2 separate regions of the Mus musculus genome follow, and region 1 is linked to region 2. A link is a contact called in public promoter capture Hi-C data. All regions are on one chromosome and are shown on one strand. The core of a region is the stretch at or near the end of the contact, and the rest is flanking DNA. Distances in the headings are between cores, read along the strand shown. Region 1 holds the start of Emc1 (ER membrane protein complex subunit 1). Region 2 holds the start of Fam43b (family with sequence similarity 43, member B).

The links. Promoter capture Hi-C pulls out the DNA fragments that hold promoters and counts their contacts.
Region 1: a promoter capture Hi-C map of hippocampal neurons shows a contact between it and region 2, with 2.6 times the contacts expected there. The contact joins the promoter of Emc1 here to the promoter of Fam43b in region 2.

The regions. Positions count from the first base shown.
Region 1 is chr4:139,350,088-139,355,027 of GRCm38.p6, forward strand. Emc1 (ER membrane protein complex subunit 1) reads left to right here and starts at 2,500. Exons shown (of 24, transcript NM_146157.4): 1 at 2,500-2,630; 2 at 4,074-4,198; 3 at 4,725-4,790. The coding sequence starts at 2,533. Mrto4 (mRNA turnover 4, ribosome maturation factor) reads right to left here and starts at 2,489. Exons shown (of 8, transcript NM_001290810.1): 1 at 2,182-2,489; 2 at 349-407. The coding sequence starts at 2,209.
Region 2 is chr4:138,394,260-138,398,523 of GRCm38.p6, forward strand. It overlaps Fam43b (family with sequence similarity 43, member B), which reads right to left and starts at 2,199. Exons shown (of 1, transcript NM_001081672.2): 1 at 1-2,199. The coding sequence starts at 1,748. The coding sequence ends at 756.

The DNA of each region.
Region 1 (4,940 bases), core at 1,250-3,749, 960 kb after region 2:
AATAGGGAATTTGTGCCCGGGGAGACTGCACTTATCTGACCCAGAACCAGCAGGTCAGCTAGAGATAGCTGGCCACAGTCACCACCTGGTGACCTCCAGCCTTCTAACATTGGGCAGCATTACAAACTCACTAATAAGCTTTAATTACCCCTGAGCACAAAACAGCAATAGCATCACCTGGTCCTAGGTCATAGGGATGCTGTGGGGAGGTATGGGAACAATTCTACTAACCAAAGATCGATCGATCTATCTAGACAGACAGACAGACAGACAGACACACACACACACACACACACACACACACACACACACACACACACACACACACAGGAACAAGCAAGCACTTACCTCTTCTATCAGGTTCTGCTTCAGTTCCAAGCCTTTCTTGGCAGTTTTTGTTAAAGAAACTAAAAACCAAGAAAAAGAGATGGTGGCAACTGTGAGTGTGGATGCTCTGGAGACTAATTCTGCTTCCCTCTTTGGAGGCTTGGCTAAACTAAGCCAGTGTGACAGAGGCAGCAATGGACAGTCATTCCTGGCATTCAAGGCTGACAGAGCGTTTGCTTTCCTAGCAATCTTGGACCCTAAGATCCCTAAATACATCCCCTGCCATAAACAAAGTGCCCTTAGTTCCTTGGGCCGACTGTTGCATTTATTGCAGTATTACCATACTCAATATTCCTGCGGATAGAGCGCTGTCTGTGGGATTCCCAACCTGCTGGCCAAGGTGGGGCTATGGAATGACAGGGACCAACTCTTCCTTTTGTAAAAACCACAATCTTGCTACAAAGCTGTTTAGGCTGGCCTTAAACTCAAGATACAGTTCCTTACTTCTGTCTCCTAAGTGGAGGGATTCCAGGCATGTACCACGTCATCCTGTTGGGACCTTATCTTTCCTATTCTGTTATATACCTACACTTCATTTTTGTAATCTGAACCCAAGACTACAGCAACGCTGGGGAGAGGGCAGATGGGGGACACAACCTCTACTGAAAAGTGACCCAGGCTCTATCTGTCCTACTCCCAAGAGTTCCCGGCCTTTGCTTACATCTGTCCAGGGCTCCTTCCAGACCCTAACGACTCTATAAGAACTTACTAAAACATCAGCTATAATGCCCTGGGTGTCCCCAGGAGCCGATATGGCCCATTCATCTACCCTGCCTGCCACTCACAGTCCCTCTTTACAAGGCACACAGTCACACCCAGCCAGTCATTCCCGGACTCTCCACCGCTAGGATTCTGGTGCGACTTAGCATGCTGCAGGTGGTTGCTGGCCTTGCTGCCTTCATATTCTCTGTGCTATCAAGGGACCCTTTCAAAGCAAAGCCACACCAAAGGCTGGGTCTTTTCCTCTAAGCCCACTTTGTTCACTATGGCCACACTGGCTGTCCCACAATATGTTAATCACACCACAGACCCCTTTCATTTTGTGTTCCCTCTATTCCAAACGACCTTCTCTAACCGCTGAGAGTTTTCCTGACAACATTATGCAAAACACTATCACTCCCACCTGCTCCATACTCCACTTGGACTACCTGACACATTATACTGACTTGACAGGGGTATAGGAGACAGACAGACAGACACACACCCCTAACTAAGGTGGTGAGTCTGATGAAGCCGGACCCTTTTTGTTCAACTGTCTTGTCTTCTAACACCCACAAAAGCGCCAGCCCGCTAGCTTGATGTAGTGGCTCAGTATGGAATCCTAGTATTTGGGGCCAAGGCAGACAGTTGGAAGAGTTCAAGGCCCCAGCAATAAATAGACAAACAAAACATGCAGTAGTCGAAACTGTAAAACCCCTATTTTCTTGAGATAATGAGACCGTCCTAAGCAAATCTGAGCTACATCGTCAAGATCCTCTCTCAAACACACACGGTCGCTCGCACATGCCAGGGGATGTAGACCAGTGCTATGTGGGTAGTGTTTGCCTAACAAGAGCGTACTTGGTTTAGTGATGCTGCCTGTAATTCCAGCAATCGGGAGGTAGAAGCAGCAAGGTTAGTTGTGTAAGACTATCCTGGTTGGCAAGTTCGAGGAGAGCCTGGGCTATGCGACTGCTGTCGGCCCGGACCAGTTTCCAGCTCTCTCGCTATCTCGGCCGGCCGAGCCTCTCGGAGAGGCCCCGGCGTCTCACCCGCGTCCCCCTCGCCCCCTTGACGCAGGCCCCCCGAACCTACCTTTCTTGTCTCGCTTGGATTTGGGCATCGCGGCAAAGGCACGTGCGGCGGAAGACTGGGCGGCCGGTTAGGACCCGGCTGCCGCGGGGGCTTATGGGACGGCGCTCGGGGCTGCCCCTCGCGTGTGCCTGAACTGTGGCGAGCCCTCTCTTCCCCGCCTGCGCTCCGCCCAGTGTCCTGAAGGCCACTTCTCTGCCCAGGTCCCGGGTCCCTCCAGTCCCGGCGGCTTCCGAGTCCCGAGCACTCCACCAAGTCCCTCGCGAACCGGTTCCTCTCTATGGCTCTGCGGAGGGAGGGGCTTGAGGCCCGGTGCATGCCGGGCTGGCGGCAGGCGGTGCTTGGGCTTCAATCATGGCGGTCGCGGTGGCGTCTGGGTTCTGGATCTGGGCTGCTGTGCTGCTCGTCCCTGCGGCCGCGGTCTACGAAGACCAAGTGGGCAAGTTTGACTGGTGCGTACAGGTGACGCTTCTCCAGGACGTCGGTGTTTGCTTCCTCAGCATCTGTCTCCCTCCTGCTAATCTGAAGGAGATTTGCTATGGAGCCGAACCCAGACTATAACTTAACGGGGGTGCGGGAGGGTGCTTTCAGGGAGAAGTGAATGAATGAATGAATGCTGCACCCTGTGCAGAATGACAATGTGAGAGTCTCCTCTTCAGATATGAAGAGTCGTAAGATGTCAACCCAAGAGCTTTATGTTAAGCATGGAGGGAGCTCTTTAAGCCGCCCTGTGTGTGACGGTGCAGATTGCTCCGCAGTGAAGGCAGGCTTTAAGGGTTTTGGTCAGAGGTCACTAGTTCCCTCCTTTCCTGTCATGTCCGATTTTGTGGCTGTCAGGTTTGTGATCTTCTGGGTCCCAGGTCACTAGCCCCAGTGAACTTTAAGCCTGAAACTAGCTGGTGTCACTTAGTCCACTTGTCTCACAAGTTCTAAAGTGAGCCTTTTCCTCTGAGGGACTCTCTGGGTGCAGTGTGGCCTCTCCCTCTCCAAACTGACATTCGTTCGCTCACCCCTTCCTTCTGACTGTGCTTATTTCAGATTGAATAAGCATTTGGCTACTTATCAGTTGTATGCTTCTGGGGAAATTGACAGACAACTAACACACACACACACACACACACATACATATGTATTTTTTTTAAAGGTGTTCATTTTGGGTCCTGGTCCCAACAATCATTAGCCTATCTGGACTTTGGTGGCTCACAGCCATCTGTAATGGGATCTGATGCCCTTTTCTGGTGTGTCTGAAGACAGTGACAGTGTACTCACATACATAAAATAAATAAATAAATCTTAAAACAAAACCAAACCCCAAAGCCGGGCGTGGTGGCGCACGCCTTTAATCCCAGCACTCGGGAGGCAGAGGCAGGTGGATTTCTGAGTTCGAGGCCAGCTTGGTCTACAAAGTGAGTGCCAGGACAGCCAGGGCTACACACAGAGAAACCCTGTCTCGAAAAACCAAAAAAAAAAAATCAAACCCCAGAAGCTCCTTTAAAACAAACTAGGCTAAATAACACAGTGGTCTAAATGAGAGATGTCATCTAAATGCCAGGCTCAATCAGTGTGCCTCAGACAGCAGCATTTCCCCATTGCAACAGTGTGCAAGCCGTGCCCCTGGAAGTCTGTTGCCGCTAAAAATTAATTAGGCCGAGGACTCTGGGGTGTTGCCTGAGTAGGTAGGTGTTACATTTAGCTGGCAGACTGGTATTGTCTCCCATGTATATGGTGGCAGTTCTCTCCTGCCTTCTTTTGCTTCTGAGTACGTTGCACAGAACTCTTGCGTATGCTCGGAGCTCTTCATTAGCACGCACTTCTTGCGTGTGCTGAGGGAGATGTGCTGGTGTGAGGCAGCAGTTTGTCTTCGTGCCCTGACGTTCCCCTGCACTGGTCCTCAGGAGACAGCAGTATGTTGGGAAGATCAAGTTTGCCTCCTTGGAGTTTTCCCCTGGATCCAAGAAGTTGGTTGTGGCCACAGAGAAGAATGTGATTGCGGCGTTAAATTCTCGGACTGGAGAGATCTGTGAGTGAACTGCGGAGACCAGAGGCTTCTGGGAAGGAAGCTGACTGGGTGCATCTGAGCGACCCGTGGCTTGCCTTCTTTTTATGTTCTCTAGTCTTGTTGTCTTTCACTGGGTAAATTTGTCGCACTGCCTTTGTAATTCCTTCCCTCTGTCCTGAAGGCCTTTAAGATAGCACTGCAAGCCGGGCGTGGTGGCACACGCCTTTAATCCCAGCACTCGGGAGGCAGAGGCAGGTGGATTTCTGAGTTCGAGGCCAGTCTGGTCTACAGAGTGAGTTCCAGGACAGCCAGGGCTACACAGAGAAAGCCTGTCTCGAAAAAAACAAAAAACAAACAAACAAACAAAGATAGCACTGCAGAAGCTACATTCTATCCTGTTTTGCAGTGAAGCCTTAGCCGACTACCCTTGAATTATCCCTGCTGCTGGGATTGTTTGTTAGATAATGCTGTGCAAATGAAGGCCTCAGCCCCTTCCTGGTCACAGTGGCTCTGGCTCGAAGCAATGTCTGACTTTCTTATCTCTCAGTGTGGCGCCATGTTGACAAAGGCACAGCAGAAGGAGCTGTGGATGCCATGCTGGTCCATGGACAAGGTAAGCAAAAGGTCTCCATTGTAGGCTCAGCCCCGACTCCCATTTCTGGGTTCTTTGCTTAGTGTGGGTCTGACGGGGAAGGGAGGAGAGGTACTTCTGACAGCGAAGGAAGCAGGGTACCTGGTTAATGTCTGTTTACAATCATGAGCT
Region 2 (4,264 bases), core at 949-3,448:
TGCTTGTTCTGAAAGCCTTGGCTTGTCTGGGACATGGGTCCTTACCTCCTTTGGAGGTTCCATCTTGGTCCAGGATGCAGGGTACTTAGGGTAGACCAGTTCTCTGTCTGCAGAGAGGGGATGAGCAGAGTCCTGTAGGGCAGCCAAGGCAGAGGCTTGGAGAGCTGCCTAGCAGGGCTGTTGCCTGTCGCACTCTGTCTTTTGCATGTAGACAGGCCCATCTCAGTCTCCTTTAGAGGTGTAGTAATTGTCCCTGTGTGTACGGGAGCCCTCCGTGGGGCTGGCCTCAGTTCTCCCCAACCAACCACCACACTTCCTTATCTGAAATCTCTCAAGGGTGGTTCTTATCATAAGGAATAAGAGACCAAGGGCAGGGTCATTACTCCTAACCTAGACTGGGTCGTGGGTACAACCCCCCCCCCAGGGGTTCCCTTTCTCCTAAGAGGCCGTTTTGGGACAAGAGCAGGTTGGTTCATCTGTGGGCAGAGACTTGGCATATAGCGTTGGGGGGCAATTCCACAGTGGTAGGCCAGGGAAACTCCCAGTGTGGGGACGTATGGACTCCTCTCCACCCCCCAAAAATTAAGGGCATATCCTACTTCACCCTGAGCTAGGATGAGGAGCAAGGCGACCATTACAGTGACCGCGAGGGCTGCAGGCCAGGGACCAGGGGGGCGGAAGCGGGCAGGACCGAATTGAACTCCAGGTCAGTCTCCTGGGCCGGGTCTAGGGCCCCGAGTCCTAGCCCTGCGCTCTCAGCGCGCCTGGCCCGCCCGCTCCCTGGAGCCGGCTTTCCAGCGGCGGGGCTGCGCTGGTGGCGGAGGTGCCGGGGCACCCCGCAGGCTGCACGTCCTCAGCTCCCGGGCCAGGCTGAGCACCTCGGGCCGTTCGCGCTGCAGGGCTCCTTCCTCGCTATCCCGGGTGTCCTCCTCCTCCGCATCCTCCTCCTCATCCTCCTCCTGGATGCTGCTGAGCCGCGGAGCTCCGCGACCGCGCTCGCCCGGCGGAGGCCGGTAAGCGCACTTGGCGTTGAGCAGGCGGCGCAATGGAGCCCGGGGTACCGAGGCGGCGGCGCCCCCCGCACGGAGATGCTGCTGGCGCACGTGGCGCGCATCGCTCTGGCGCTGCAGCCGCTTGAAGTCGCTGAAGGCCGCCAGCGCAGTCTGGTGGAGCAGGCGGGCCAGGGAGCGCGCCTTGTGCGCCCGCGCCAGCAACACAGCGTGGCAGCGCAGCACCACGGCCTTGTGGCGTGCCTGGTGGCGGTAGACCCAGGTGAAGACTCGCGGGTGGCGCCCATCCGCCGCGCAGTAGGTGATGCGCGGCAGCAGGTAGGCGTGCGCCGGTCTGCGGCCCCCCGAAGCCCCGGAGCTGCGTTCGCTCGGCTGCATGCGGATGCCGTGCGGACCCAGGGTCAGTTTCATCTTCGTGCCCCCTCCCGGCCCGCAGCGCGCCCAAATCCTGCCCACAGCGTCGTCGGTGCAGCCGTCGCCCTTGGCATGCAGGGTGACGGCGTTGCCCAGGTACCACACGGTGTAGGTGGGGTCCTCCTTGTTAAGCTCCACTTTCTGGCGCCGGCTGCGGAACACGCGGCCCAGACGCTCCAGCGGCCAGTCCGGTAGCAGGTCCGGGCAGGAGCGCAGGAAGCTGGAGAGCAGCGACGTGTAGGCGAGCCCGGGGCTCAGGCTCTTCGCCTTGCGCTTGGCCTCGTCCTCCACTAGCACGAATTTGTTCCGTCTCCAGGGCAGCATCGCGGCGGCCCAAAGGGCAGGGAGCGCGGGGAAGCTCACTTGGGTCCTGGAAAGGCCAAAGGCGCTCAGAAGCCCACCGCCCAGGACTTGCGACAAGCTGGGCGGCGGCCGAAGACAGTCCTTGTGAGAGATGCCCAGTATCCGGCGGGGCTGGCTTCGCAGATGCCCGGTGCCCAGCCAGGCTGTCCGCTGAGATGCCCGTGCGGCTGCTTGATCGGCTCGGAGCAGCTTCCCCCAGGAATGACTCCAGCCGTCTGGGAAGCAAGGAGGGACAGGGTTTGGAGCAATAAATGTCCCCAAGGCCCGACTATAGGGGCGATTGCCACTGTCCCTGCCGCCGAGTCAGTGGCAGGGACGTCTTTAGAGCAGGGTCTGGTGGTTGCTGGATGAGGTGGACCAAGAGCACCGCTGCGGTGGGGACTCCTTCAGGCGTCGCGACTCCACCTCCCTTGGCTGCCTGCATCACCGGGCGGTACCGCTAGCTCTCTTGTCCCCTCCCTCTCCCCCGCCCCCTCCGCGCAGACTCGCGCTTCCCAAGACCCAGCACAGGCGCGTTGGAACTGTTTTAAGCTTTATCATTGGAAGGATGAAGAATAGAGGGGCAGCGAAGGAACGGGAATCCCCTAAAATATTGCGGAGGGATTTACGAATGTAAATTTCTCCAGCTTCACTGGTGGACTCCGAGTTCCCAGGGAGAGCCCCTTCTCTTTCTAGGGTTCCCGCCTGCTGTCCCTCACCCACAGAGCGTTCCTACCCGCATCTCTCCTCTCTGAAAGCAGAGATTTGGGGTGGGTTCCTGCTGGGGTTTGGTGCCCTTTGCCTCTTCTGTGCACAGCATAAAGCCAGCTGAGGTGGCCGAGAGCAGAGCAGTGGAAAAGTACTGTCTTTTAGTGAAGCTTTCTCCCAGGTTCCTCCAAGGTCGTGGACTAGGCCGCTTCCCCTGAGCTGAGAGACTGACTGGTCGGTCACACCACCACACCAGCAACCGCTGGTGGTCAGGACAGAATAGGGGAGAAGATTCTTGATGGTGGGAAAGGGTTTCCAGAGCAGACCTGAGACTTGTGGGAACTGCAGCAGGGAAGCTCTCCCTCTGGTCACAGTGCAGCCTCTGGCTCTTTGAAGATTAGACAGATAATGTCCTATCTGCAGAGACCGACTTTGGAGTTCCCAAGTGCTTGGCATTCGCGATCTCCTCAAATCCTTCAGACAAGGCAGTTCAGGCTCATGTGGTTGGAAGGAGATGGGTCACTCAGAACCTAGTGACCCCAGAGCTGGCCCTCGCCTTCTCTCTTCCCTCCAACCTTTGGCCATTCTGCATAGAGTCCAGGCACTTGTCTCCATCCTCTGGGGAGGGGCTCTAGAGTCCTGAAAAAACAAACCAAAACCAAACCAACCAAACAAACAAAAACCAGCCCTATGTCAGGACACACAGTTAGTTCTCTGAGTTTAAGCCTCAGGCTTCCAGACTTCCTGGACTGTTCTTATGTGGGCCCCAGGTCCCACGGCTTTAAGGCTCTCTATTGCCAACACGAGTTAAAAGTTGGGTCCTGAGCTGGGCGTGGTGGTACACACCTTTAATCCCAGCACTTGGGAGGCAGAGGCAGGAGGATTTCTGAGTTCGAGGCCAGCCTGGTCTACAAAGTGAGTTCCAGGACAGCCAGGGCTACACAGAGAGACCTTGTCTCGAAAAACCAAAAAAAAAAAAAAGGTGCTGGAGTGATGGCTCAGTGGTGAAGAGCACCGACTGCTCTCCCAGAGGTCCTGAGTTCAATTCCCAGCAACCACATGGTGACTCACAACCATCTGTAATGGGATCTGATGCCTTCTTCTGGTGTGTCTGAAGAAAGCTACAGTGTATTCGTATAAATAAAATAAATGAATCTTTTTTTAAAAAAAGGCTTAATTGACATGAATTACTGATAAGCAACAGCTTGTTGTTGTATTGCTTTGTCTTGAGGCAGGACTTACTATGTAGTCCTGTCTGACCTGGAGTTCTCTTTCTAAAGCCAGCTGCCCCAGAACACAAAACTCTAAAAACTGGGATTTAAGGTAGCCAGCACCATTCCTGGCTGAAAAACACTTATTTTGGTTTTGGGTTTTTTTTTTTTTTTTTTGGGTGGGGGGTGAGGCTGTGTTAATCGACTATAGAGACACAAGTCTTTAATCTCAGCACTTGGGAAGCAGAGGCAAGCAGATCTATGTGAGTCCTAAGCCAGCCAGGGCTACATAGAGAGACCCTGTTTCGGGGGGGGGGGAGTGTAGGTGGGAGCAAGATAAGAAAATAGAAGAAAGAATGCTCCAAATATCATCTGCCTTTTGTCTGGCAGCTCCTGCCTGCCAGAGACCTTAAGATGGAGGAATTGCAAGAAGAGGCTGCACATGGAGAATGCCCCTTCCATTCCCAGCCGGGCTCGGCTTCCTTTGTGCCATGGGTGTGGCTTCTGTTCCTGCTGCCTTTAAAAAATATTCCAGGATGTGCCTGCCCATCTGGGACCATATGGAATCACAGCAAATGC